Linked DNA regions of Zea mays: region 2 is linked to region 1. The links are chromatin contacts, called in public Hi-C maps. All regions are on one chromosome and are shown on one strand. Each heading gives the region's core, a stretch centred on a gene start, on an enhancer-like site or on the middle of the called end of the contact. The rest is flanking DNA. Distances are from core to core; before and after follow the strand shown. Region 1 holds the start of LOC100281145. Region 2 holds the start of LOC100281980 (40S ribosomal protein S30).

What was found. Hi-C and Micro-C count contacts between places; a contact is called where the count stands out from the background.
Region 2: a Hi-C map of ear shows a contact between it and region 1, with 1.6 times the contacts expected there. The contact joins the promoter of LOC100281980 here to the promoter of LOC100281145 in region 1. A contact is called at or near these places in 2 of 25 Hi-C or Micro-C datasets (ear and leaf).

The regions. Positions count from the first base shown.
Region 1 is chr9:16,106,087-16,112,253 of Zm-B73-REFERENCE-NAM-5.0, forward strand. It overlaps LOC100281145, which reads right to left and starts at 3,195. Exons shown (of 4, transcript NM_001196990.1): 1 at 2,860-3,195; 2 at 2,438-2,688; 3 at 1,990-2,326; 4 at 1,426-1,828. The coding sequence starts at 3,102. The coding sequence ends at 1,586. LOC100283552 reads right to left here. Exons shown (of 12, transcript NM_001156452.2): 11 at 6,105-6,167; 12 at 5,803-6,002. The coding sequence ends at 5,980.
Region 2 is chr9:17,007,224-17,013,390 of Zm-B73-REFERENCE-NAM-5.0, forward strand. It overlaps LOC100281980 (40S ribosomal protein S30), which reads right to left and starts at 2,990. Exons shown (of 2, transcript NM_001245894.2): 1 at 2,910-2,990; 2 at 2,290-2,811. The coding sequence starts at 2,913. The coding sequence ends at 2,627. It overlaps LOC100191443, which reads right to left. Exons shown (of 10, transcript NM_001136876.1): 10 at 5,509-6,167. The coding sequence ends at 5,934. It also overlaps the pseudogene LOC100279382.

The DNA of each region.
Region 1 (6,167 bases), core at 1,945-4,444:
TGGATGATTGTATAGTCACAAACGAAAGAAGAACGTATATTATGATCTTTTTATGTCGCTGTGGGTACGAGGTTATGGGGTTAAATTTAATTATTTGCTTTCCAATGAATGGGATATAAGTATACAATTGTAGATGCTCTTCTACCAGGAAGAAATTTATAGCCGTTGTTGTTAGGTGGCTGGATGCAGCAACATGTAAATGTTGCAACTTGCTATCTCTAGCTTTCATGAAAATAGCCCTTGACAGTTTCAGTTAAGAATGCTAATTGAAAGTTCATGGTTCTAATTTCAGCTAGGACTGGAAGATTATGTTACGAGAGATTTTGGAGTCAATTCTGTAATGCCTCATAAGTATAAAGGGATGTGTGATGTGGTCTTACGGTGGACTGGAAGGGTGTGACATCCCATCCAGCATTTGTTAAAGTCTTCCTCAGCATATGAACGGACCACTGATATCCTCTTTTCTCAGATTTATGATACCTGCGGACTAGATTTCTCTTTCAGGATCTATAGGATTGAACAGAACCACTGAACACTGATAATCTCTCTTCCTCAGCATTTGTTACAACCCGATGCACTGGTCTCCTGAAGATCCCATTGTTCAGTATCTGTGTAAAAAGAAATAACAGCAGAGCCTTTTATCCTAAGAAAGTTGGGCTGTGCTAGAGTTAAAAATCCAGTATAACCCATAAGTCATGGATCAAACATATGAATATTTGTTTTTCATGATTCCTATTTAAAACTAAATCTTTGAGTATATCTCATTCTTTTATGTCTCCTTTTACTACCTCTTTCATTGTGAACTTCGGTCTTCCTCTCTTCTCGTTACTATCACGCTTTAGGATCCGGTCACGCAATACCGATTCTGGAGGTGGATGTAAACCAACCGGTGTTGGATAATTGTTTTCTTCGATTGGTGCTACCTCTAGCCTATCACATATATCATCATTCTAGTTTTGATCCTTTCTTGTATGACCATAAATTCAACACAACATATGTATATATGCAACACTTTTATGTCTCGCTGAACATGTCGTCTTTTGTAGTCCCGCAACACTGTTGTCTACCATGAGAAGCGAAATGAATGTGCTGCTAGAGTGAGTCTTCATACCGAAGACAAGAACAACCTCGAGCATGGATGGTAGAGTTGAACCTGGCGTGGGTGTTAGGTCGTTTGCAGCGAGCTATGTGCTATCTATAGTTTACCTAAAAACACTGTTTTGTACAGTAGACTGTACTATTTGCAGAGTAAGGTTTAAATATAGGTATAAAGTTAGGTAAGCTGCTCGAGATAGTCTTAACCTTGTTGTTGAAGTACCGGTACCATTGAATATACACTTTAGCATCTATAGTCATGGCTTCTGACCAGGACACGCCAATGAAGCCGAGATAAGCTGCAACGAACTATATACACTTTATTTTATTAAAAATTAATTTCATTTATTATCTAGGATCGCAAAGGTTTCACCCTTATTCATTACATAGATACGACTAGCTTGAGCTTTAATTCGTACCGACTTTTACTACTTATACAGTGTTTTTGTCTCTAAGGATTAGTCCATGGATTTAATCCAAAGCGAACAAGCTATATCTTTGCAGTCTCTTTAACCAATTTCCCTCGAGAGAAATGTTCGTAGAGTCCAGCAGTATATTCTTTGACTTTCACCTTCTTGTATAGTGCTGGATGGTTCTCGTCTATCAGTTTGTCAGCGGGCCGGATTTCTCTCTCAGGATCTATAGAATAGAACAGAACCACTGATAGCCTCTCTTTCTCCGCGTTTGTTACAACCCGGTGCACTGGGCTCTTGAAGATCCCATTGCTTATTATCTGTGTAAAAGGAAAAGAAAAAACACAACAGTTATCTGTCTTGCATTTCAGCATTTATTCATATATAATAAGCATGACCAGATTAAATTAGCCAAACTTTAATCTCCCATTTGCAATCATAACAAAGATTGTAATGATAGTTCGTTAATAAATGAATTTACCTCTATTTGGTCTCCTAGATTGACGAGCAGGGTGTGAGGTCTGGTGCGCACGTCGTACCAGGCTCCGTCCCGGAAAACCTGAAGCCCGCCGACGCTGTCGTCTAGCATGAGAAGCGAGAGGAACGTGCCGTCGGAGTGAGGCCTCAGGCCGAAGACGAGGTCCGGCCGCGCGCACGGAGGGTAGTAGCTGAACCTGGCATGGGTGTCGGCCCTGTCGCCGAACTGGTCGATGAAGTAGTCGTCGTCGTCGCCGAGCTCATCTAGCGCCTTCGCCATTTCTCGAAGCAGGCAGTCCTTCACTCTCGTGCACTCTGTGGTGAAATCGTGCAGAACGTCCCTGCATATATAGAATTATATTAGACATGCATGTGGCAGACAGTCCTTCACCAAGTAGCTAGTAGAATTATATTGGAGTAATTAATCGATCAACATCATGGGAAGATCACACCTTAGACATGCGGGCCATAGGTCAAGGCTCCTGTCCTCCTGAGGCTCCACCAAGAGGTAAAGGCGGTCGCACCAGTCCAGGACCTGGTCCTCCGACGCCACCCGGTCGTTCCCGTACCCTTGGAGCTGGAAGTGCTTGCCGTCGATCATGTTGCTGTGCTTCTGCTTCTCCTGGAGCGGCTGCCTGAAGAACTCCCTCGACGCGTCCATCATGGCGTCCATGAGAGTGGCCTCGATGCCGTGGTTGGTCACCTGCATGCTCGACATCCATTACGTACGTGCTCCAGTCCAGATCTACGGTATATAGTACTCGACATCCATTACGTACGTGCTCCAGTCCAGATCTACGGTATATAGTAGAGTGCTCTGTAGCATGATAGATACACGGTGTGTTCGTGCGTATGCGTTAAAGCACGTACGTACCAGGAAGAGACCCCAGGACTCGAGCGCCAGCCGGAGCTTCGAGGCCTCGTCGGCGCCGCCGCCCGGCTGGCACAGCCGGGCGAGGTCGATGACCGGGACCGGCGCGGTTACCGTGACCTTGGGCTCGTTGCCTGCGCGCGCGACGTACCGAGCTGGCACGTCGTTCGCTGCGCCGGCGAGCTCTTGCACCGGCGGCGGCGGCGGCGGCAGCACCGGCCGAGCTTCCCCTCCTGCACTTTCCATTCTAGCAGGAGCTAGCTAGCTAGCAGAGGGCTGTGGCTTCTGTACGAGTACGACTAAAATATCATCGCTGCCGCTACGCCCGACGAACCGACGATAGCACAATGAGTGGCGCTCTGGCTAGTACGGTATATAGAGTGCTCGTCTCCGATCCGTCTACTCCTAGCTGCTAGCTAGCCAGCGATCGTTTCGACGCGTGTGGCCCGGAGCACCGCCGTGTTCGTCGATCGCATGTGCACAGAGATGAGATGACGTGCAAGTATGGACGGACTCGCGTTCTTCCCATCCCTAGCAGGCTAAACGTTTGGGAACCCGTGATTTTTTAGAATCTGGTTAATTTATGCACGTTAACCAATAAAATACAACAAAAGTTGATAATTAAGATTTTCTTTTTCTTGCAGCACGTCATCTAAAACACAAATGGTGTTTGGATCTATATATAGCAGATAAAATTTATCCGAGAATTTCTACTTAACCAAACGTTAGTTGCGCAAGAACATGTCCACGTTCGGATAACAGGATCCAGAAACAATTTCGTTCCTTGCCGTAAAAACAAACGAGTACTTATTTGTAATGTATTGTTGTTGAATGTCACGTGGCTGTTAATGTTATATAAAATATAATGTGGTCGTACTTTTATTGTCGGGAATGGAGCCTCGGACGAGAATGAATACGAGATAAATTTTACACCGTAATAGGCATGGAGATGAAAACAAGGATAAATATAGCTTCATGTGTGAATGTAGACGAGGTGTCTAAATCTAATAGAAAATTCTCCATTGACACATAGGGATAGGTCAAGGTATGTGCTCATGTATATATATAGCCGTATAAAACATTGTTTTATATTATGTACATCAATATTTACTGAGCTGGAGATGGAGATAGCTAGCTCCGGATGGAGTCCGGAGTGGCGCGTGCTGTCCGGCCCCTCTCCTGGGGTGCCCGGCCGGCTGTCCTCTTCGATCTTCGTCAGGTCGCTCCATGCCGATAGCACATCGATTGGCCTAGCAACTTGACCTTACCGTGCGTGATATCATCTCCCAATGCAAGTCCCAACAGGGACAAACAACTACAGTTCCAGGGTCGGTTAAACGCGCGCCATCCTGCAGCCAACTACCATATGACCGGAACTCCGGATGTCCCGATCCGTTGCAGGCGCCATCCTGCAAGTGCAGGTGCCTGATATGTCGATTCATCATCTGTCCCTGGCCCTGACGCATGCGCCATCGACCGTGCTGCTTCTGCAACACTTTGGGCTAGCAAGTCGGGGTCCAATGAATTCGGTCTTTATTACCGTCGGTCTCGGTCACCTTGACTATCGACTAAAGTCACTAAACTACAACCGTTTTCAACCCTATCAATCATAACGCGTTCCAGTAAATAGTGTCTTTATTGTCAGTGTACAGGTATCATAGTGTCACATCAACTTTTTTATGAACTAATATTTGAAATGAAACACAATATTTATTTGAAAAAAAAAATCATCCGATCACGATTTTTTTTAAAAAAATACATAACTCAAACAAAATAAATAAAAAATTTAAAGAGTTTATATAGTTACTAAAAAAGATACGGTAATGCTCATTGTTATCCTCCTCCTCCGCCTCTTCCGCGTTTCTACTTCATCTAGTTTAATTGCTTGATAATTTTTTTACGGTCAACTTGTGTCCCCATTTTATGTTATTATCTATATCGGTGGTGTACTGATCCAACAATTTTATGAAGTATTCATACAATTTTGATTGAGTTGACCTCTGGTTGTCTTTATAGAGCTTTCTGGTTGTCATTATAGAGCTTGCTCATCATACTTTTCTCTATAATAAGGGACTCATTGCTACTCGTTGCTAGTCCTTTCCCTTTATATTGTGCTATTGCTATATCTGACCAATATGACATGTAGATTTGACATTGTGCGACAATGCGGAGCTATAATCGTTGTCCATGTTGAGATAAAATTGTTTACTGTCATCGTTGAAGTCATCATCCACATGTTGCACGTACCAATTGGGCGAATAACACGCCATATGCTCCAACTTGGAAGTATGTTTCGCCATACCTATTTCAGAAACTCTCCTTTACTCCTTCAAGGAGCATAGCATCATCTAATCCGCTCGGCCAGGCCAGAGACAATCGCTTGTACATGTCATTCAAAGAGGGTGGACTTATAGTTGTTTGTTGACCACCGATCCTTCAACTGCTTTTGAATACAATGACGAGAAGGTTCGGTGGAGTTGTACGTATACCCTAACTGACCTAAAAAATATCGACCCTTTTTTGCTTAACCATTCTATCTGCTATGTATTTTGCGTGACTATACGCACGATATATGCATGGTATCCAGCGCGAAGCGTCAATCAATTGGACCTGTTTGGTTTAGCTTTTTTCTGACCAGCTTTTTCTGAAAATCTGGTTGTGAAAAGAATCTAGCTGTGGGGAGAATCTGAGTATCATTACGATTACGTATGGAGGAAGATAAAATTGTTCATAGAGCTCAGGATCTAAAAAGTGACGGATTCCTACTATTATAACGACTCAACCGATTATGTGTTTATGTTGATTTTGTATGGTTTTTGCCCTAACGAATTTTATAGAAGCTGGCTGAAAAGCTGAGCGGTTGACAGTCTGTAGCAGCTTTTGGTGGCCAGAAGCTGCCAGAAGCCGAAACAAACAGACCCAATATTAGTTCCAACAATACTCATGGATGGAAAAAATTGTTCTTTTTTTTTCTTTTTGATGGAAGTTCCTAAATTTTGGTGCAAGCCGTTTCTATCTGGATAGTAGCCTTTTCCGGTTCACGAAAGCAGTGTATACAAAATGACAGGTGTGCAAAATCTTCATCAGGATGTACAGCAACAGGCCAGCAGCCACGCCTTCCGCTCAAGCATTGGAACAGATTTTCTCTGGAAACGATGGTTAAAAAAACATGTCTTAGCACCCCAAAAGAAGTTTCTTTGGAACTGCCGGGAGCGGATATATTTGTTTCAATTGAGAAGAAGCTGTACCTTGTCTGGAACTGCTGCAGCACAACCGGTCATCATCCACGTAAGTTGCATTCAGTCCCATCA
Region 2 (6,167 bases), core at 1,740-4,239, 900 kb after region 1:
CTTGCTCTGACGTGTCACTTGTGTCTATTTGCAATGCGCAAAATTCGAACACCTAGTGGCATTGTAGATAATATTGTTTCACACTTTAGGGATGAGATATGGGAGCCGTTGGATACTAGCCTAAGAGACTTGCACTTAGAACTAAAAAATGCATGGCTAGTTATTGTACAAAATGAAGAATATATATAAATACTAAAAATCTAATAGGAAATAGTGTTATTCCTCAACCTTTCACGTTTCAACTTCCATTTCATCCTACCAAACGGAGCCTTGTTCTTTTCTAATACGCTGGGTCTTGTACTCTTGTGAGTTTGATCGGAGCTTCGAAGTACAGCCCTGGGCCACGTTTTGGTCACATAGCGCTGCGGCGGCCCCTGCCTTGCGACCAGGAGGCAGCTCAACCATGACCACGCGTGGAGTACGAGCGCCAGGTCCACATCCACGCACACGAGATGGCCGCGCGATGACCCGCGCCGGTGAAGCTGGGCACGGCGCGCAATCATCCAAGGGCTCTCCCCGGCAACGTGATCCGGCAGCAGAACGGGGATTTCGTCCGCGTCCGGCGCGAGGGGAGGCAGCAGGTCAGCGGGGGAGATGGACGAGAAGACGCGCGTGGAGCAGGGGATCATCTGGGTGGGGTGGGTGGGGGAGCAGGCCGACGCTGACCCGCCCCGCCCGTGCACCCAATCTTGGACGCTTGCGCGGTCGGATCCCACCGGCACCGGCAGCGCGCGAGAGGCGAGACAGACCACCGCCCCCGCTCCCGCTTCCGCTTGGCTCCGCCGCGCCGCGCCGCTCCTGCCTGCGCTGGCGGTCGGAGGCATGGGCGGGCACGGGCGCCTGTCCTCCCAACGGGGGCAGGCAGATGGTCTCCCGAGATCGTGTCTGCGGTGCGGTGCGGTGCGGCCCGGACATGCCGTATGCCCGCAGCCGGTTTCAAGCACGGGGCCACCGGACAATCTGCTCTACTGTGCTGGCCCACCTCCGTTCGACGAAGCCCGTAGTCGGTGGTGTTTCCACTGGATCCAGATATTCCAGGCCGTTCCAGCCAGATTACATTTCTTTTTTGAGGCCTCGGCCCATCATATATTTATAAGCACAAAAGGGAGCCTCTACCAGAATTCGGAAGGAACGACAGCCAGGCCCAATACACTAGCAGCCACGCTCTTCGGCCCAGCACGGCCATCGGACCATGTCAAAGCTGACAGCAATCTCAATTGCGCGCATCCGCACACAGCAGCTGAAACGCCCAGTTTTTTTTTTCTAAAAAAAAAACTTGAAGCGCCCAGGATTGGCAGATCAATATCGATGCTGCAGTTTCAGAATAGGAAGGCAATAGAGGAGCAGCAACCGCCATCATCAGAGATGGTTCAGCAGTGTGATAGACTCTCCCTAAACCCTAATCTCTAAATCCAAAAAAAATTTAAAATTGAAGTGGAGCATTTACATAAAAATAAATTTAAAATTATAGGAGACATATGAACAATACTAAACTGTAGAGGTTACTTTATCTTAAGCAAAAGTTCGAGAAAGATATATTAAAAATGAGACATATCCTTTTTTTTATAGCTAATTCAACAACTTGTCCTCGGTACTATTGAGAAGCGCCGTATGATATTAGACTTGACTGACTGTTTTCTCACATTCTATCTAGAGACCACTTAACGGCGCACGACAACAATAGACCGCAAGTTAGATAAAAAAAAAGTATGAAGATTTTTTTTTTTTTTTTTTTGCAAAAGAGAGGATTGTGGAAATCAGGAAAACTGGTGTTTCGTGTGTTTAGTTCAGCTTTCCGAAACAGATTTGCTGTCAAAAAATTGAAATATAAAAAATGTACAGGTTCCTCAATTCAAAATCACATACTCGGTTGCAAAAACACAACAGCCGCTGTTCGCAATGCTGCACTAACAAACATGGGAGACTCGCAAGAAAATGGAACCCTACCAGGTTACAAACCAAGGTACGATTGGAGGCAGGGGAATGGAATACAGATCGTTTGGAGACTCAAATCGTCTTCGAGAATCGGGATTGAGCAAAGCTTGAACCTCACTTTACACAAGGCTTACATTTCCAATTATCGTTCACACCGCAAATTATCATTCTACAGTGTCAAAACAAGGATAGAACAAGCACCTTCAATCAAATAGCAGGCTCGGCTCCGCTCCCACAAACTACCCGAACCTAGTACAGATCTTATCAGCAAGCTGGTTTCAAAGTGGGCTAACCATTCAAATTTATAACTGGACCATAATGCCAGCAATAACGAGTGAAAAAACAGCAGGTTCCTTAATCAAGCGAGGAACGCCGAACCAAACAAACAAATTAGGCAAATCTAGTCAATGTCATGTAGCCAATCGACGAATGATTTAACCCACCTATTTGCATAACATTTCACAAAGAATGCAAAAAGGGGCAAGAAGTCATTGCCACGTATCATCATATCTCAAAAATTCATCCTCGATTAATAAGGAGGTTGACATATAATCTCAAGCTCTCATCTCACCGCACGAAACTGAGACTGGAACAACAACAAAAAAAGATCTTCTTCTGCTTGCACAACGAAAACTACTACCAGGAAGAGCAAGAGCATAGGCATAGGCATGCGAGCCCAACGGCGTCGCGCCTACTTCTCGGACGAGTTGGGCCCGCGCTTCTTGCCGAAGCCGACGACGGCGGTGACGAAGCGGCGGTTGTACTGCATCCTCTTGTACGCGCGGCCGCGGGGCTTCTTCTTCTTGTCCTGCTTCGCCACCTTGGGCGTCTGCCCGCGGACCTTCCCGGCGCGGGCCAGCGATCCGTGCACCTTACCTGCGCATAGACACGGGACGCGACTCACCTTGATCAGCGCGTGAGTACAGGAGGGAGCAGCGAAAGGTGAGGAAGAATGAGAGCTGGCGGTGGGTTACCCATGGCTGCGAAGTGGCGGCTGCGGCGACGGAAGCGAGTGCGGGGAGGCTGAGAGATGCGTCGGTGTCGGCGGCGGCGTCGGCGGCGGCTGTAAAAGGAAACCCTAGGTGGTGAGGGGGATGGCTTAATACGCGTGAGGGTTTTTTGCGTGCGGGCCGATTGGGCTTCAGGAAGGGTCTGTCGTGGCCCGTGGGGGACAAGATTGACGGGCTTTGTCACACTGGCCTCATGTTACCGTTCCAACCTATCTTTACAACGCTCTCGCTCTCGGTGGATCACGAGTGAGAATTGAGATTCACGGATTAATGAAAGAAAACGATGGAGAACAGAGGCCACGGAAACCATGTTTGGCGGAGACTTTTGCCATTGTAAAACGCGACAAGTTCGGCTTCAACGAAATAGAGGCGTAGACGAGGTCTTGGATGATTTAGAGATTCACACAACGCACATACGCCGATATGGACTTGAGCTCTCTCTTAGACGCGTTCGACAGTGATTAATCCTCCACCGTGAGGATCAGTCAGGGCAGCCACCGTTCCCGTCTTCAGCGCCGTTACTGCTCGGGTCGCAGTTCCACCGCTACCGCCCTGCCCCGCCGACGCCGACACCGAGCACCCCTTCCAGCCGGACGAAGAAGAGGACGCAGTCAAACAACACCTTCTCGATTCTCCGCTCGAGGCCGCCTTCCTGCACCTCACCCTCCTCCGTCTCGACGCCAACCTTTGCGACGAAGTGGTCCGCCGCGGCTCCCACCTCCTCTTCTTCCACGGGGGCGGCGCGAACGGTACCGCCACTCCCCCTGTGCAGACGCTGCTGCTAGCGACAGCGGGCCGCAGCAGGAGAACCTGAGCGTGCCGGATTCGTCCGTGCCAAATGCGAAGAGAGCGAGGCGGAGGATGACCAAATTGGCCGTCGCGGTCGCTGCCGGGTCTGTCCTCGCCGCGCTTCTTGTCTACGCCATGATTGCGATGAAGAGGCTGGACGCCGCCGAGATTGGCCCAGCAGCACGGGAAGCAGAGGCGTTCGAGCAGAACATGGATGTTGTTGGCCGACTGCGCCATCCGAACCTTGTACCACTCCGAGCATTCTTCCAGGCAAAGGAGGAGCGGCTGCTTGTGTATGATGGTCGCCGAATGAGCTTCTGCTGCAGCTACGACAGCTGCTCGCGCGGCGTCGTACGAGTCAGCTACTCGCGCGGCGCTGGAGCTCCGGGCGCGGGCTCTCCTCGCGCAACCGTGACGTCGCCGACATGCTCTGCGACTACATCCCCAGCTACTGCGCCAAGTCGTGCTCGGCCGACGACGCCACCACCGCCTCGTCCTCCTCATCCTGCTCGTCTGGCTCCGTTCAGCTCACGCGGCATTGGGCGGCCTTCTTTCATTACATCCACCACCGATTCAACGCGGTGTCCAGATCGAATCTAGACTCCACTAATTTTATGGGCACGGAAGAGCCACGTGGAGTAGAGTCCCGTCAGAACTTCTCGAACAGGCACAAGAGGTGTTCTGTTCCGGAAATTATCGACCGATGGCTCACGCACTAGCAGCAGCAGCTCGGAACCGAAATCTAAATAAAAGTCCTGCCCACGCTCTTCGCCGACTTCGACGCTGCGCCGCACTTCTCCTGCGTCGTCACGGAGTTCTGCCCCGGCGGGGACCTCCACTCGCTCCGCCACCACATGCCCAACCGCCGCTTCTTGCCCCCGTCGAACCTGCTGGCGCCCGCCAATACAAGGGCGGAGTCCGTGTCGCAGCTGCTGCCGCACGTGAAGCTCCTCCGCCGCCGCCGCGGTGGCGGCGCTGGACGCCGGCCTCCCCGGCGAGGCCGTGCGCCATTTCAACAAGGTGCTCGACACGCGCCGCAGCGTGCTGTCGCACCCCTTCGCCACGGCCTGCCTCGACGAGCTGTCCATCATGATGCCATTGGAGAGGAAGAAGAGAGAAGGAGAGAGCTCACCGGAGATAGGAGTGGCGGCTACAGCACTGACGGCCATGCAGACGGAAACCGTGCCCCTGCAGACTGATTCGGACGGAGGAGGCTTAATAGTTGTCCTCAGCGTCTATAAGAGATTACGACTAGCGAGCGGCTGCTCTGTCTGTAAACCCTGAGTGTACCAGTGTATTTCCGGCGCCACCACCGAAGATCCACTTCCTGAGCCCGGGGAGCGGGATGAGAACCGATTTTCACCTCGGGTTCCCGGTGGAAGTAGCAATATATCCTGGGCTCGTACTGTCAGACTGATACAGCCGTCGGACCCAGGCCAGCCAGAACCAGAGGCCACGACCGACGTTGGAAACGAACGGCTCTCGCCTACTTCTTCATTTGAGTGCGAAGCTGCCGGCATCTGATCCTTGCTTTTAGAACAAAGCGGAACAAACCCCCTGAAAATGGCAAAGGTGCAGGGTTCGTTGTTGTTGTGTGTGGGTGGGGGTGAGTCAGAAAATATAAACGGTTCCGCTTACATAACTTTTACTTTTCTACATGGTATATATATTCATGCTTTTAGAAAACTTATAATTTAAAAGAAAAGGTAGCATCATATACTCTCTCTCTCTCTCTCTCTCTCTCTATATATATATATATATAACAAATATACATGTTATATCTGCATACATGTTTTTATTATGCATCTAAAAATACGATGTTTAAATTTGAAACACTGTCCAGGGAACTCAATAATAACAACACATATATCGAAGTGAATACAAACTAGCCCTTTCATGTGTTCCACAGTACAAACAGGCTTTAGGAATTTGGTCCAAAACTATTTGTATTCCGGAGTCTGAAACTAACAGCGCAAACACACATTACTCTGATCATATGTATGTTCAGAGACAGCATTGGTCCACAGCACTACACTACGCTTCAAATTCTAAACTATTTACACGGCAGATTCGCTGGCGTCGAGTCCCACCGAACCATCATTCGCCATGAACTAAGAGCAGGCAGATATATTCCCTGAACCGCGCATCAGAACCTTCAGCCAGCACCTAGCACAACACCGGTCACCAAAGCTCAGTTCTTCACACGTATGAGTCAAGATAGTCGAATCCGCGGATCATCCTGTACTGCAACAGGCTGGCATAGACGCGGTCGCACACTCCGATGAACAGGGACTCGTCGTCCGGGCTGAGCGTGATCCCGGACACCTCACCAAAGAAGTCGATCTCCTGCCGTTTCTTGTAGTCCGCAGCCACACTGTACACATGGACGAAGTCGGCAGGCTCCGAGAACACCAGGAACCGCCCGTCGGAGGA